Regions from separate parts of the Urocitellus parryii genome. Here region 1 is linked to region 2. Evidence: chromatin contacts called from public Hi-C data. All regions are on one chromosome and are shown on one strand. The core of a region is the stretch at or near the end of the contact, and the rest is flanking DNA. Distances in the headings are between cores, read along the strand shown. Region 1 holds the start of Cog5 (component of oligomeric golgi complex 5). Region 2 holds the start of Dld (dihydrolipoamide dehydrogenase).

Region 1 (6,303 bases), core at 1,230-3,729, 290 kb before region 2:
ACTACAGTATTTATAGCAGCACCATTCACAATAGCCAAATTATAGAATCAGCCCAAATGCCTGTTGAAGAAAATGTGGAATATATACACAATCAAGTTTTACTCATCCATAAAAAAGAATGAAATCATAGCATTTGTCAGTAAATGGATGGAAACGGAGAACATCATGCTAAATGAAATAAGCCAGACTCAGAAAATCAAAGGTGGAATGTTTTCTCCGGTATGGGGAAACTAGAACAAAGTAAAGGAAAGACAGCTGTTGGGGGGCGGGGGTGTTCAGATATCATAAATATATAGGGAAAATCACTAGAAGAGAAAGAGGAAAACAAGAAGAAGGGAGAAATTATGGGAATAGGAAAGAAGGAATGAATATAACAAAATAATGTTATATGCATATCTAAATGTACCAAAGGGAATTTCACCTTTATGTATATGTAGAAAGTACCAATCAAAAATAAATAAAGTAATGAAAGGAAGATCATTTGAGTAGAAGAGTGAGAATAGGGAAGGAAGTGGGTGACCAGAGGGAGGAAAGAATGGGGATTAAAATCAAATTCCTTGCTTGTATGATTTTTTTTTCCAAAATGAACTCACTGCTATGTATAATTACAATGTCTGATTTAAAAAACAAAACATATGCAATCACTGGGGGGAAAAAAAAAAAACTAATCCTAGAAAGGTTTTTCTTGACACTATCTGACCAATCCCTAACCTCTAGTTATCATCCTCTGAACTAATGGTTTACTTTGTACACAGTTCTAATGCTACTATTACAACACTATTATAATACTTACTTTTAGAGCTCAAGAAGATTATGAACTTTCTAAACTTTTTTTTAGTTGTAGATGGATACAATACCTTTATTTTATTTGTTCATTTTTTTATGTGGTGCCTGGGATTGAATCCAGTGCCTCCTGCGTGCTAGGCAAGCCCTGGACCACTGAGCCACAACCCCGGCCCATTCTCCCCTACTAGATGGTGAGCTACTTGAGAATAAAAAAATAGAGACAGTCTCAAAAGAGTTCAAAACTTGGTTAAATTGAATTTCAATTAAAATACAAAGATGTATTACACAGGGAACCTAACCCAAAGGATTCAACACAGTCTAGTCCTGAAAATACCCTTAATTTTGACAAAAAAAAAAAAAGTATATAGATTGTCATGGAAAATCAATAAAAATACTCAACAGAAAAAAACAATTTAAAACTTTTAACCTTTTATAATACACTTACAGTAATGTTCAATTTTTAAAAAATCTTTCTGGGCCTACTGTATGTAAGATAGGGCTATTAACATTGTGGAGTTTAAAAAGGATTTTACGGAGGGCGTGGTGGTGCACACCGGGGACTTGAGAGATCTCAAGTCTCAGCGAAACAACATCTCAAAAAGTAACAAAGGGATGGGGGCTGAGTATATGTGCTCAGTGGATAAGGGCCCCTGGGTTCAATCCCCAATACCAAGAAAGAAAGAAAAAAAAAGAGGGTATAGGGGTTTACAATAGAGCAGAAGAGATTAAGGTAAGTATACAAATGATTTTAATACAAGGTAGAACGTTATATCCATTAGGGAAAACACTAAGAAACTTATGTTTACCCTCAGAAATCTGAACTTTATTCTGAATGATGAGACTCAGCACGTTAACTGGACTACAACTGAATGTGCTTTTCAACTACACTATATTAAACTCACTGGGGATAACTTCTCTTCAAAACTGACTACCAATAAATCTGACTGCTGTTTTCTGTACGAATAGATAACCCCTGCCTGAACTAAGAGTATAAACCCTCCTGCTTGTCTAATTGTGAATAACTGCCTCCTCAAAGAAACACAAGACTGCAAGAAGGGACACCTGTATAACCCAATAATTTAACGGAGGAGGTGTTTCCAACTCTACTTTAAAAAGAACTCCTTTCAATAAGTGTCTGTTATCTGTTCTAGGTCTTACACTTTTCATGGGCTAGAATGCTTCATCTTTTCGTCAAAAGTGCGGCAGCAGGCGGTACCGCGGCTGTCAAAGCGGGTCACTGGGTGTGAGGTCCTAGAACTTCAGGGAAGCCCAAACACAAGGGGGACGGAGTTGAGAAGAGGAGCAACTCAAAACCAGGAGTTCCTAGGACACCGGAAAGGAAGAGGGGGAATAAGTTGGCTTGGGCAGCACCCGGACGTCAGGGGGCCGGGCGGAGGGGAGTGGTCAAGTCGAGACCAGAAAACTTTGGGCAAAGCGAGGGTTGAGTCCACCACCTTGGCCCAGGCACCGAGCAGGATATTCCTTCCCTCCCCGCAGCCTGGCCAGTACTCGACTCCTTACCGTCCTGCAAAAGCTCCCGCACTGTCGCTGCAGCCGCTCCAGAACCCAGAGCCCCAAAGCCAGCCATAGTGGCGCCGCTGTCGCCACCTTCCATGTTGGCAGGTACCGGGTTGATGGCGTCAGTGAGAGGAGGCCCCGCCCAGGTTGACGCAGAATCCTGGCGCCGCCCGCCTTCACAGACCGCGGCTGTGGCCCGCCTGGTAATCCCAACGCGTCTGACAGACCCTGGCTGGGAGTGGTGTGGGAACCAGAGCCCTCGTGCGCTGAGGACCCGGTGCTCGGCCACGCAGTCTAGGAAGCCGGGTCCGCCCCGGGCTTATTCGCTGTCTCGCTTTGCAGTTCGGAGCCTCGCCCCAGTGGCTGGAGTTGTTCCTCAGACTGAGGAGAAGGTGGGCGCCGGAACGTGACCGTGGCGCATATTTTAGAAAGAAAAGATAAAGCAAGTATTAAACCTAAGAACCCGGGCCTTGCGACGCAGGGCAAGAGACAATAGTGGAGGTTTCTGGGAGCTTCGCTGGCACTGCACCCTCTAGGCAGGCGGGTGTTAGTAACTGCCCCACGCCTTGATTGGCAATCCAGGGATAAAAACAGGCGGGAAAAGCTTGGGAACGAAAGTTGCTAAAGGGTGTTCTAAATTATTTTGTGAATCTAAACTCATTTAATACTCGTAACCACTCAGGTGAGCTAGTCTCACGCTACTGCTCATTATCCTTTGACTTGACTTTATCTCAGAGGGTTTTCCTTAATATAATTTTATCTCAATTATACGAATGGGGTCAGTGTTCTGAGTGAAGGTCACATGAATTGCCTGGGACAGTGTGCTCAGTTTCAAATTATGTTTCATTATCCATAAAAAACCAAACTAGTGTTTTGGCATGTCCCAAACTGCACTCTTTTTTTTTTTTTTTTTTTTTGCCTTATGATTCACATAAAGAATAAAAATTCCAGGTTATGTTTTGACGTGCTATTTAGAGTTGTTCTTATAATGGCATTTAATTTTCCTGAATAAAACAGGATATTTCAGAGTACCAGTACCAGACATACACAGTATTTTGTAGGAAATTATTCAAATCAAATACCTTGATTTATCAATGCCAAAGAAAATAAAACGGAAAAAAAAATAATAAAAGTAATATGGTATACTAGAAAAAATCTTGTAGTTTTTCTATCTTGTTTTTCTACAACTATCTCATGTAGTTTTCAACTTTGATTTATCTTAGAAGTAGAATTCTGGGGTATTCCTTTTTTATTATTTATCTTATTTTTTATTCCTTTTAGATATACATGACAGTAGAATGTATTTTGACATATTATACATAATGGAATATAACTTTCTACTTCTAAGGATCTCATCCTTGCGGTTGAACATGATGTGGAGTTATGCGGTTCCTTTATTCATATGTGAATTTAGGAAAGTTGTTAGGAATCATTCTACTTTCTTTCCGATTCCCATTCCCCCTCCCTTTCCTTCATTCCCCTCTGTCTTATCCAATGAACTTGTTTCCCTGCCACCACCACGTTATTGTGTGTTAGCCTCTGCATATCAGAGAGAAGGTTCAACCTTTGATTTTGGGAGATTGGCTTATTTCATTTAGCATGGTCATCTTCAGTTCCATCCATTTACCAACAAATGCCATAATTTCATTCTTCTTTATGGATGAGTAATATCCCATTGTGTGTGTGTGTGAGTGTGAAAGAGAGAGAGTCTATTTAATAATATGAAAAGAGCTAAAACAAATTCTGATCCCACAAACCTGATGAAAAATAAATATCATTGGCAATTGAAATTTAGAATGATGAGAATTCACCTAGAGAAAGGATATTCCGAGTGCAAATGGATTATCTTTTTCAGATTTGAAATAAATCTATATTCATGAAGTGTGACTCCATACAAACTACAAAATGTCAAGAAGGAAAAAAAGATCCAATAGAAATGTTTCATTCTGGGCAGCTGGTGAAAATCTGTGCCCCAATGGTTCGATATTCAAAGTAAGTGTTGTTAAATGTTAATGAACTGAGGCATAATTTCCCTTTTACGTTCTGCCTTTTTTAAGTACTGTAAGACCACTACATGGACTCTTCAATTCCTAGTTTTGGAATCATGATCTAGAAATGACTCCTGGTGCCTAGTATATGTGTGTGTGCGTGTGCCTGAGTAAATCATCTCTGCAAGTGTCACATTTTATGTTTTTATAAATGGTGGCATTTATAACTCCCATCTGTAAGGTATAGTAGATATTAAATGGATATAAACATTTATGCACAGATTTCTGTTTGACTATGTGTCTTGAGACAAATGTATAAGAATGTAATTGCTGGATCATAAGATGTTTAGTTTTTGAAAAAACTGCCAAACTTTTCTAGAGTAGCAATACTATTTGACCCTTCTACCTAGCACCATATGAGAAATCCAGTTTCTCATTCTGACCTACTTTTGATAATGGCAGTGTTTTGGTTTTTTGTTCTTAACTGTTTTAATGGTATATAGTGATATCTCATTGTGTTTCTAATTTCTTCATGTCCTATATGTGATGTTAAACTTCTTTTCATGTGCTTATTTGGCAACTGTATAGTTTTGAGGAAATGTTTCTTAATGCTTTTTGCCCATATCCTAATATTGCTCTTTCACTCTTGTGGTTTTTTAAATTATTATAAAATACATATAATATTTATCTTTTTATAATTTTTATGTGTAAAGTTCAGCACTGTTAATTATGTTCCATATCATGCATCTGATCTCTGAAACTCTCTATTCTTAAAAAACCCTTAAGCAATAACTCCATTCCTCTCCCCACCTAAACCCTGGCAACCATTATTCTGTTTCTCTACTTTTTCTTATGATTCTACTTATCTGAAGTACTGTAGGTGGAATCATATAGTGGTTGAGACTAGTTTTTTTACTTAGCATATTTTCAATGTCCATTCATATTGTAACATATACCAGATTTTTCCTTTCTTTTTTTTTTCAAGGCGGGGGGGGGGGGCAGGATACCAGGGATTGAATTCTGGGACACTCGACCACTGAGCCACATCCCCAGACCTATTTTGTAGTTTATTTAGAAACAGGGTCTCACTGAGTTGTTTAGCATCTCGATTTTGCTGAGGCTGGGTTTGAATTTAATATCCTCCTGCCTCAGCCTCTAGAGCTGCTGGGATTACAGGCATGAGTCACCATGCCCAGCTCCTTCTGTCCATTGTACATGAATGCTACATTTTCTTTGTCCATTCATTGATCGATAAAATATTGCTTCCATATTTTAGCTATTGCAAATAATGCTGTTATGAACATGGATGCACAAATATCTCAATTCTTTTTGACTATATATTCAGAAGTGGAATTGCTGGATCACATGGTAATTGTGTTATGCTTTTTGAGGAACCTTCATACTATTTTCCATAGAAGCCATACCATGTTACCTTTTCACCAGCATTACACAAGAGTCCTTAATTTCTTCACACCATTGCCAACTCATCATTTTCTGGAATTTTCAAAACTTATCCTATCCCATCCTACTGGGTGTAAAGTGGATCTCATCGTAATTTTGATTTTCATTTCCATAATGGTTAGTGACATGAGCATCTTTTCTTATTGGCCAATTGTATATCTTCATTGTAGAAATATCTACTCAACATTTTGCCCATTTTTGAATAGGGTTTTTTTTAATATTTATTTTTTAGGTGTAGATGGACACAACACAATGCCTTTATTTTTATGTGGTGCTGAGGATGGAACCCAGGCCCTGCCCATGCTAGGCGAGCACTCCACCGCTGAGCCACTATCCCAACCCCGGATTTATATTTTTGTATACTATTAAGTGTTAAGATGTCTTGATATGACTTCTTTGTCAACTATGTGGCTTGCAAATATTTTCTCAGATTATATAGTTTATTCTCTTTACAGGGTGTTTTGCAAAGCAAAAGTTTTTTATTATGATGAAGTCCATTTTATCAGTTTTTCCTTGTATAAATTTTGCTTTTGGTGTCAAGTGTAAGATA
Region 2 (6,885 bases), core at 2,890-5,389:
TATATTAAGATAATTGGAGGAGCTGAGAATGACTAGAAAATTATTATCGTGGATGATAGACTGTTTAGTGATAATGTTAATCATGGTTGTAAGGAAAAATACATTTTATGTTTTGAAGTTAGTTAATTGAAACTAGGTGCCTGCTGGACATGTCCAGTAGACAATCAAAAATATGGAATTGAAGATTAACAGAGAAGTAGATTGGAGATAAGGCTCTAGAAGTTATCAACGTATGTAGGTGGAAGCTTAGGCTATTAAAATGGGTAAGATAGCCAAAATACTTAAGTACAACGGAAAGAACACGAAGTTAAAAACAGGTTTCTATGAAACATCATTGTTCAACAAAGCAGAGGAAGAAGAGCCACTGAAGGAAACTTAAAGGATAAAGAGTCCACATTGTACTCCATCCCTGGACAGAGCATTTAACTGTGGCCACTTTTTGATCACTTAAACTAGTTAGTCTCTTAGCATTCTGAAAGCACAATTTCCTGTAAAACTCACTCAGACTGTTACACAGAGGGAAGAAGGAATTAAGATTTAATTTAACAAGTCAGGGAAAGGGCTGTGTAGAAGGGAATTAACATTGGTATTACAACAGCCTGTGGCATGGGAACTAGCACCTTGTGTTACCCTTAGAGGAGCTGAAGATGACAGAAGCTAAGAAATGCTCACAAGCTTCTGCATTTGTATACTAAGTGGAGTTTGAGAGTCCATGCAGGCCTAGCCAACTGCAAAATCCATGTTCTTGTTACCACCAGTTGTGCCAAAATACTCAATGAAGTATAGAATACTTTAGTTGATATTTCTTCTTTTCTATAAGTAAAGACAGTGCTTTAAAAGTCATGTTTTGAAATATTTTGTTTGTCTGACTTATTGCACGTGCAATTAATAATTTATTTCCATTATCCCTCTTAAACTAATGAATGATATTTGAAACTGCCAGTTAGAACTTATGATTAATTTAAGGCAACCACTGTTAGGAATTAAAATAAGTTAAATACAGCATAAAAGCTTTAAAATATGTTATTTATTTGACCCAGTAATTCTTCTTCCTGGAATTTACTGTAAGGAAATGATTTTTTAAAAAATGTGGGTGAAGGCTTAGCCACAAGCTGTTCATAATATTTTCAATATTATGAAATATCTAATAATAAGGAATAATTAATTAAATGAAGGTACATCTAAAAAATACTAAGATGTAATTAGAACTAATATTACAGGTTAATATTGATATGGAAAGTTGCCCATGAGATATTTCAAGTGAAAAAAAGGCAAGTTACCAAAAATAATTATGGTCCCATTTTTGGCTGCCTTACCTGGAATACAAACACTAAAAGTTTGGGCTATTCTTCATTGATCAAACTTTCCTAAGATTATTTGCATTAATTAATATAAGTTGTGACCTTGGTGAAGAGAGAAGAGATATAGTTGTTAGAAGAGGTGGAGAGAAGCATGGAGGAGCATGGGGAGTGTGGTAAGGAAAGTATATCTTTTTTGCCTTCTCATACTTGGTTGAGCACCTGGGCTCTGTGAATGACAGCTGGAAATGTTGGAGGTGTTTTTCTTATGAGAATATTATAATCCTAGAAAGGGAGTAGGAGTCAAAAGCTGCAGAACAGTTCAGGAAAGAATTGTTTGATTTGGTACTTACACAGAAATGAGTCCTAAACCAGATGTCCAAGTTTTGCAGAAGGCTGGGGAAGGAGAAGCAGTTCTTCTCGCCTGTGTGGTAGATGTTGCTCACTGTCCCCAGTATTTCCTCATGTTTTCTGAGAGAGAGAGAGAGAGAGAGAGAGAGAGAGAGAGAGAGAGAGAGAGAGATATTTTAATATTTATTTTTTAGTTTTAGGTGGACATAACATCTTTGCTTGTATGTGGTGCTGAGGATCGAACTAGGGCTGCACGCATGCCAGGCAAGCGTGATACCGCTTGAGCCACATCCCCAGCCATCCTCATCTTTTCTTATTAATATGATTTTATCTGGGTACTCAGGTGACAAGCCTATGCTTCCTGTTGCAGCTAGATATGGTTTTGTAATTACATGAAATGACGTTATGACGGCAGAGTAGCCATCTTGAAATAAAAGATGAAGGCTTGGACAAAGCTTCCAGAAACAACCACCTAGACTTCCATATGAGAGAGAAATGGACTCCTGTGTCATTATTTTGGGAAGCCCTGTTATGGCAGCCAAGTTTGTATACTAACTGATTTTGCATATTTGGTTCCATTTTGGTGGGAGAATGGCAATATCTACAGGGCAACAAGAATGCTGCTATTCTCATAATAAATAGCAACAGTGGTAAGAAATTTTTTTATCGTAAGGAGAGGAAGAGAGAACAGTGTAATTACAACTGACTTGTGGGGATGTGAGCGCTCCAGTTATCTATTGTTGTCCAATAGACTATCCCCTAAAACATAATGGCTAAAACAATGACAATGCTTATTTTTACTGATAAACATGGAAGTTGAGTAATACTTGGTCTGGAGTCTGCTATCCTTTGAAGGCTTGCTCCCTTACATGACTAATAGTTTTTATTGGCTGTCTACAGGGACTGGAATATCTACAACTAGCAACTTGACTTCCTGGCAACATAGTGACTGGGATATAAGGTATAATGTATAGAGAAAGGTGGTGGTGGTGGGGAGTGGGGGTAAGAAGCGTAGTGTGCAAGCACAGAGTGCTAGGACAAAAATGGGGACTCTTAGGGTCTAAGAGTCACCCCATATCACTTTTGCTGCATTCTATTTATTAGAAGAAGCACTCACCTAAGGTTGGTACAGGTCAGGAGAAGGTGAGATTAAGTCCACTTTTGGGGGTAGGAAGAGATTTGATGCTGGGGATTGAACCCAGTGCTGTGTGATGCTAGGCAAGTGCTCTACCAGTGAACCACACTCCCAGTCCCTAAGTTAACTTTTTGATGGGAGAAATGTCAAGTCATTTTGAACATGTTTTAAAAATACTACAGTAAAGGCTATTCCTTTGAGAATTATCAGAAATAATTTAACACATATTGAAAGAGGAAGGGATTTGACCAGTGTTTGGTCACATGGCTTTACATGCTTCAAGGGAAAAAGTAACTGTTATTCTGGGCACCTATGTGTCCAGCTATTCTACTACTATATAAAAAAGGGAGAATGATTATTGGGTGGCAACTAGCAGTGTCTATAACAAACTCTAAGTGTCATTCTTCTCCCCTAAAACTGAGCACATGTAGGTAAGGAGTAATTCCTAACGAATGTTTAAACCACAGAGCCCCCAGCACAGTGCCTGGGTGGTAAACTTTCAGGAAATGAAGAAGTTTTATCCACACTAAATAGAGTTACCACAAAGAGAGAAACAGACCTCAGTGCTCAATTTTGAAGACAATGGTTTTGTATGTGATGCTGAGGATCGAACCCGGGTCGCACGCATGCCAGGCGAGCGCGCCACCGCTTGAGCCACATCCCCAACCCTTGAAGGAAATGGTTTTAACACTTTTAAACTTATTACCTATTTTTAATTAAAAAAATCCCCAACTCTCACCCACCATCCTACCCTTTGTTTACAAGGGAGGTGTATCTCCCAAATGAGGAAATAGACGATAGGTGTTTCCTATATATTGCTAGTTAATTACCTAGAGCAGGCTGCTTGTGATGCAAAAGTCTGTGGCCCCATCCCTCATATAGCACTTGAGGGAGAATTTATAAAGCAGTAATCAAAACCAAAAGTCTTGTACTTTTGGCTGCAGATATTTTTCCCTTGCGAGATCTTGAAGGTATTGTTTGTTTAACCTCTCTGGGCCTCATCCGAGAAACGGAGGCTAGTAGTACCTCACATGGTTGTTACAAAGTGAGATAATGCTTATGGAAAGTGCCGAGGAAAGTCTAGCACTACCAACAGCTTGTAGACTCGTCAAGCTTTCCATTTTGCATCCTGTATTGGGCAAACGATAGTTTTATTTGTTTATTTCATTTTCCACGTATAAAATTGCAAAGCAGCTCCTGACGTTTTGACAGCTTCCTCTAAAATGATCGCGTAACGCTCCACTGCCACAAAGCACCATGTTTTTTTTTTTTTTTACGGCAGCTTACGACGCCGAATCTGACAAGAACACCTCGACCTCGCAGGCCAATCGCTCTGCGCCCGGGTGATGACGTAGGCTTCACTAGTGCATGCGCAGGGTGGGGAGACCTTGGAATAGCAGTGGGGCGGCTCAGCGGAGGTGAAAGGATTGGCGAAAAGGAAAGTACGGGGGAAAAATGCAAAGTTGGAGTCGTGTGTACTGCTCCTTGGCCAAGGTGAGAGCCGACTGGCTGGGGTCGGGCTCAGCCTGGAGTACGAAGAGCTCGCTCACAGGTCCAGGACGCGGCCTTTCGGGTGGTGGTGGGAGAGGCCGGCGCCCTGGCGAGAGTCCCCTCTTGACCCGGGCTTGGCTCGTTGGTAACCGCTGGTTTTCCGATAGCGGCAGTCGAGAGGCGGGCCCGGGCTGTGTACAGTCCCCGCTAGTGTGTGGCGACCTGTGGTCTCTCACACTGCATCTCCTGGGCTGAGGGGCGTACGGGTCTCCCATAGGCCTTCACTTTGGCAGGGGAAGTGTAAACCACCCTTCTCACTTACGGTCTGGCTCTTCATACCTTTTTCGAAGTCCTAATCCTGACCCCTGAGTGGCCTAATTTTCTGCTATTGGTAGTAACCTTGGGGTTACCCCAACATATAGCGCTAGATGAGGGCCTCTGTGTTTGTAGTTCTGAACTAGTGTCCATTGCCATCCCTCAAGTCCTCCAACAGGCTTGTATTTTTAATTGCATCGGGTTATCGTTTCATTCATCTACCAAATACAGCCAAATTGTATGTATCTGGTTCAGAGCTGGGTATTACAAAGAACTTAAAGATAATGTAGCAATCAAACTTTCAAACCTGAGGTATCTGTGTTCCTGAAAGTAAGTGAAACATGCCTGAAGTCAAGCTTTTTAAAGAGAGGCAGAGCAGTGAGTAAATTCAGAATTGACACTCTTCTTTGCTTTCTTTACTTCAGGTGCAAGAGTTGCCTTGGAAAAGAGAATATTACTACATCAGAGTAGATTTTTGTTACTGCCTCCCATTTGATAGGGGCAGGTGTCGCTCTTTTTAGGAAATGATAGCCTTAGGTTTGTAGAGGTTGACATTAAGATGCAGTTTGTGGAACTACAGTAACTACAGAATAAGTACATTTTTAGTGCATTTTCTTGAATACCTTGTCTAATTTGCAGTTCCTAGTTGATGGCTCAAGAACATGTAAGTAAATAGGGACTGTACGTACTTGGTAGGGTAGAGTAGGAAACCATAGTTACAAGTAAAATAATTGTTGTAATGCAGATTCAAGTCCTTGAATTTTGAAATTTCAACATTAATTACGGCATTAATGATCCCCAGCACAAAAAAATTAGCCATGCTTTCTGAAAAAGTAATATTTATTAGGTTAAATATGAAGTGATTTGTTGAATATCTGAAATGAAAAATAAGTATAGTAAGCTGGGATTGTGAAAAGTGCAGATGATGACCAACAAAGAGAAATTGATATTACTTCTGTGTGCTAATAGAAGATACATTGAAAAGCAGTGCTTGATTTATTTGCCCAAAGTTGTTGTACTTTCATAAGTCTTCATTAGTTCTATGATTTGTATTTTACATAATAGAAAAATTTCTCCTCATTTCTAGAGAGGCCATTTCAATCGAATATGCCATGGCCTACAGGGAGTTTCTGCAGTGCCTCTGAGAACTTATGCTGATCAGTCAAGTAAGTACCTAGTACAACAGTACTAGAATTAACTGACAGTTTGTTTGTGTTTTAATGTAAAAGCAGGTGAATATTGAATTATAAGTAATCTGTGCTAGAATTCATTTGTTTATGTATTTATTCACTGAAATGTTTATTGAGCACCTAGAGTCTTCTGGGTGGTGAACAAGGCAAAACCCTGCTATTATGAAACTTAACAAGCTGGTAATAAAAGAAAAATAATACATAAGTAACACATAAATACCCAGGAGGTAATTGAAACTAAAAGCAGTAACTGGAGTAAGACTATTTAAGATAAGGTGTCAGGGAACACCTTTTTGAGCAGATGATGTCTGAGCAGGGCCCTCAGTGGAAAGAGGAGTGAGAGGGTTATTTCTGCAGTGAGAAAGGTCTGAAATGGGAATTAGCTTGTGAGGTTTCAGGAATAGCAAGAATGCTTATGCAGCTTGTGCAGAGACCCTCAGAATGTAAAATCAGAGATGTTGGCAAGGATCAGATAATGGAAGCTTTGTAAATCAGGCCAAGTAGTGTGGATTTGACTCCAAGTATGATGGGGAACAACTGAGAGATTTTGAACTGAGGAGCAATTTTCTATATTTGCAATTTGAAAAATTAATTGATTTTGCCTACTGGGTAATATTGTGTTGGTCGTTTTAACAATTTAGAATGGTGAAATGATTTTTGGTGTCCTGGATGAAAATCTTTATGGGTTTATCAAAAGCACCTTTTAAAAACTAGCAAAATGTACCTAAAAGGAAGCTGTGGATTATGGAATTTTCTTCTTCATACTTTTAAAACGTGAAGTATATAAATAAAAATTGATATTTTTTTTAACTCCCTAATATGGATATTGATTATTTGAAATTATCTGTTTGATCTTTACCAGACTCACCTAATTGGATTATAAGTAAAAAATTGTATGTCTTATAAAACCTCATTGTAGAAACTTTTAGCTAGGGGTAATTGTGACAGTCGGTCTCCCTGCATTCTGTGAAATAATTTTATCCTGAATCCTTAAGTATTATCAAACTATTATTTCAGATGTTTTATTCTTAGAAGAAAGTTGGGGGCAGAGGATTCTAGTCCCAAGTAACCAACAGTGAGTAATTTATTTTAGCTTTGAATAGGT

What was found. A called contact is a pair of places that touch in the nucleus more often than the background predicts.
Region 1: a Hi-C map of muscle shows a contact between it and region 2, with 4 times the contacts expected there. The contact joins the promoter of Cog5 here to the promoter of Dld in region 2. A contact is called at or near these places in 2 of 2 Hi-C or Micro-C datasets (liver and muscle).

Annotation. Positions count from the first base shown.
Region 1 is chr3:54,476,728-54,483,030 of mUroPar1.hap1, reverse strand. It overlaps Cog5 (component of oligomeric golgi complex 5), which reads right to left and starts at 2,479. Exons shown (of 22, transcript XM_026395774.2): 1 at 2,308-2,479. The coding sequence starts at 2,401. Dus4l (dihydrouridine synthase 4 like) reads left to right here and starts at 2,605. Exons shown (of 6, transcript XM_026395785.2): 1 at 2,605-2,696.
Region 2 is chr3:54,190,008-54,196,892 of mUroPar1.hap1, reverse strand. Dld (dihydrolipoamide dehydrogenase) reads left to right here and starts at 4,139. Exons shown (of 14, transcript XM_026395763.2): 1 at 4,139-4,278; 2 at 5,678-5,756. The coding sequence starts at 4,240.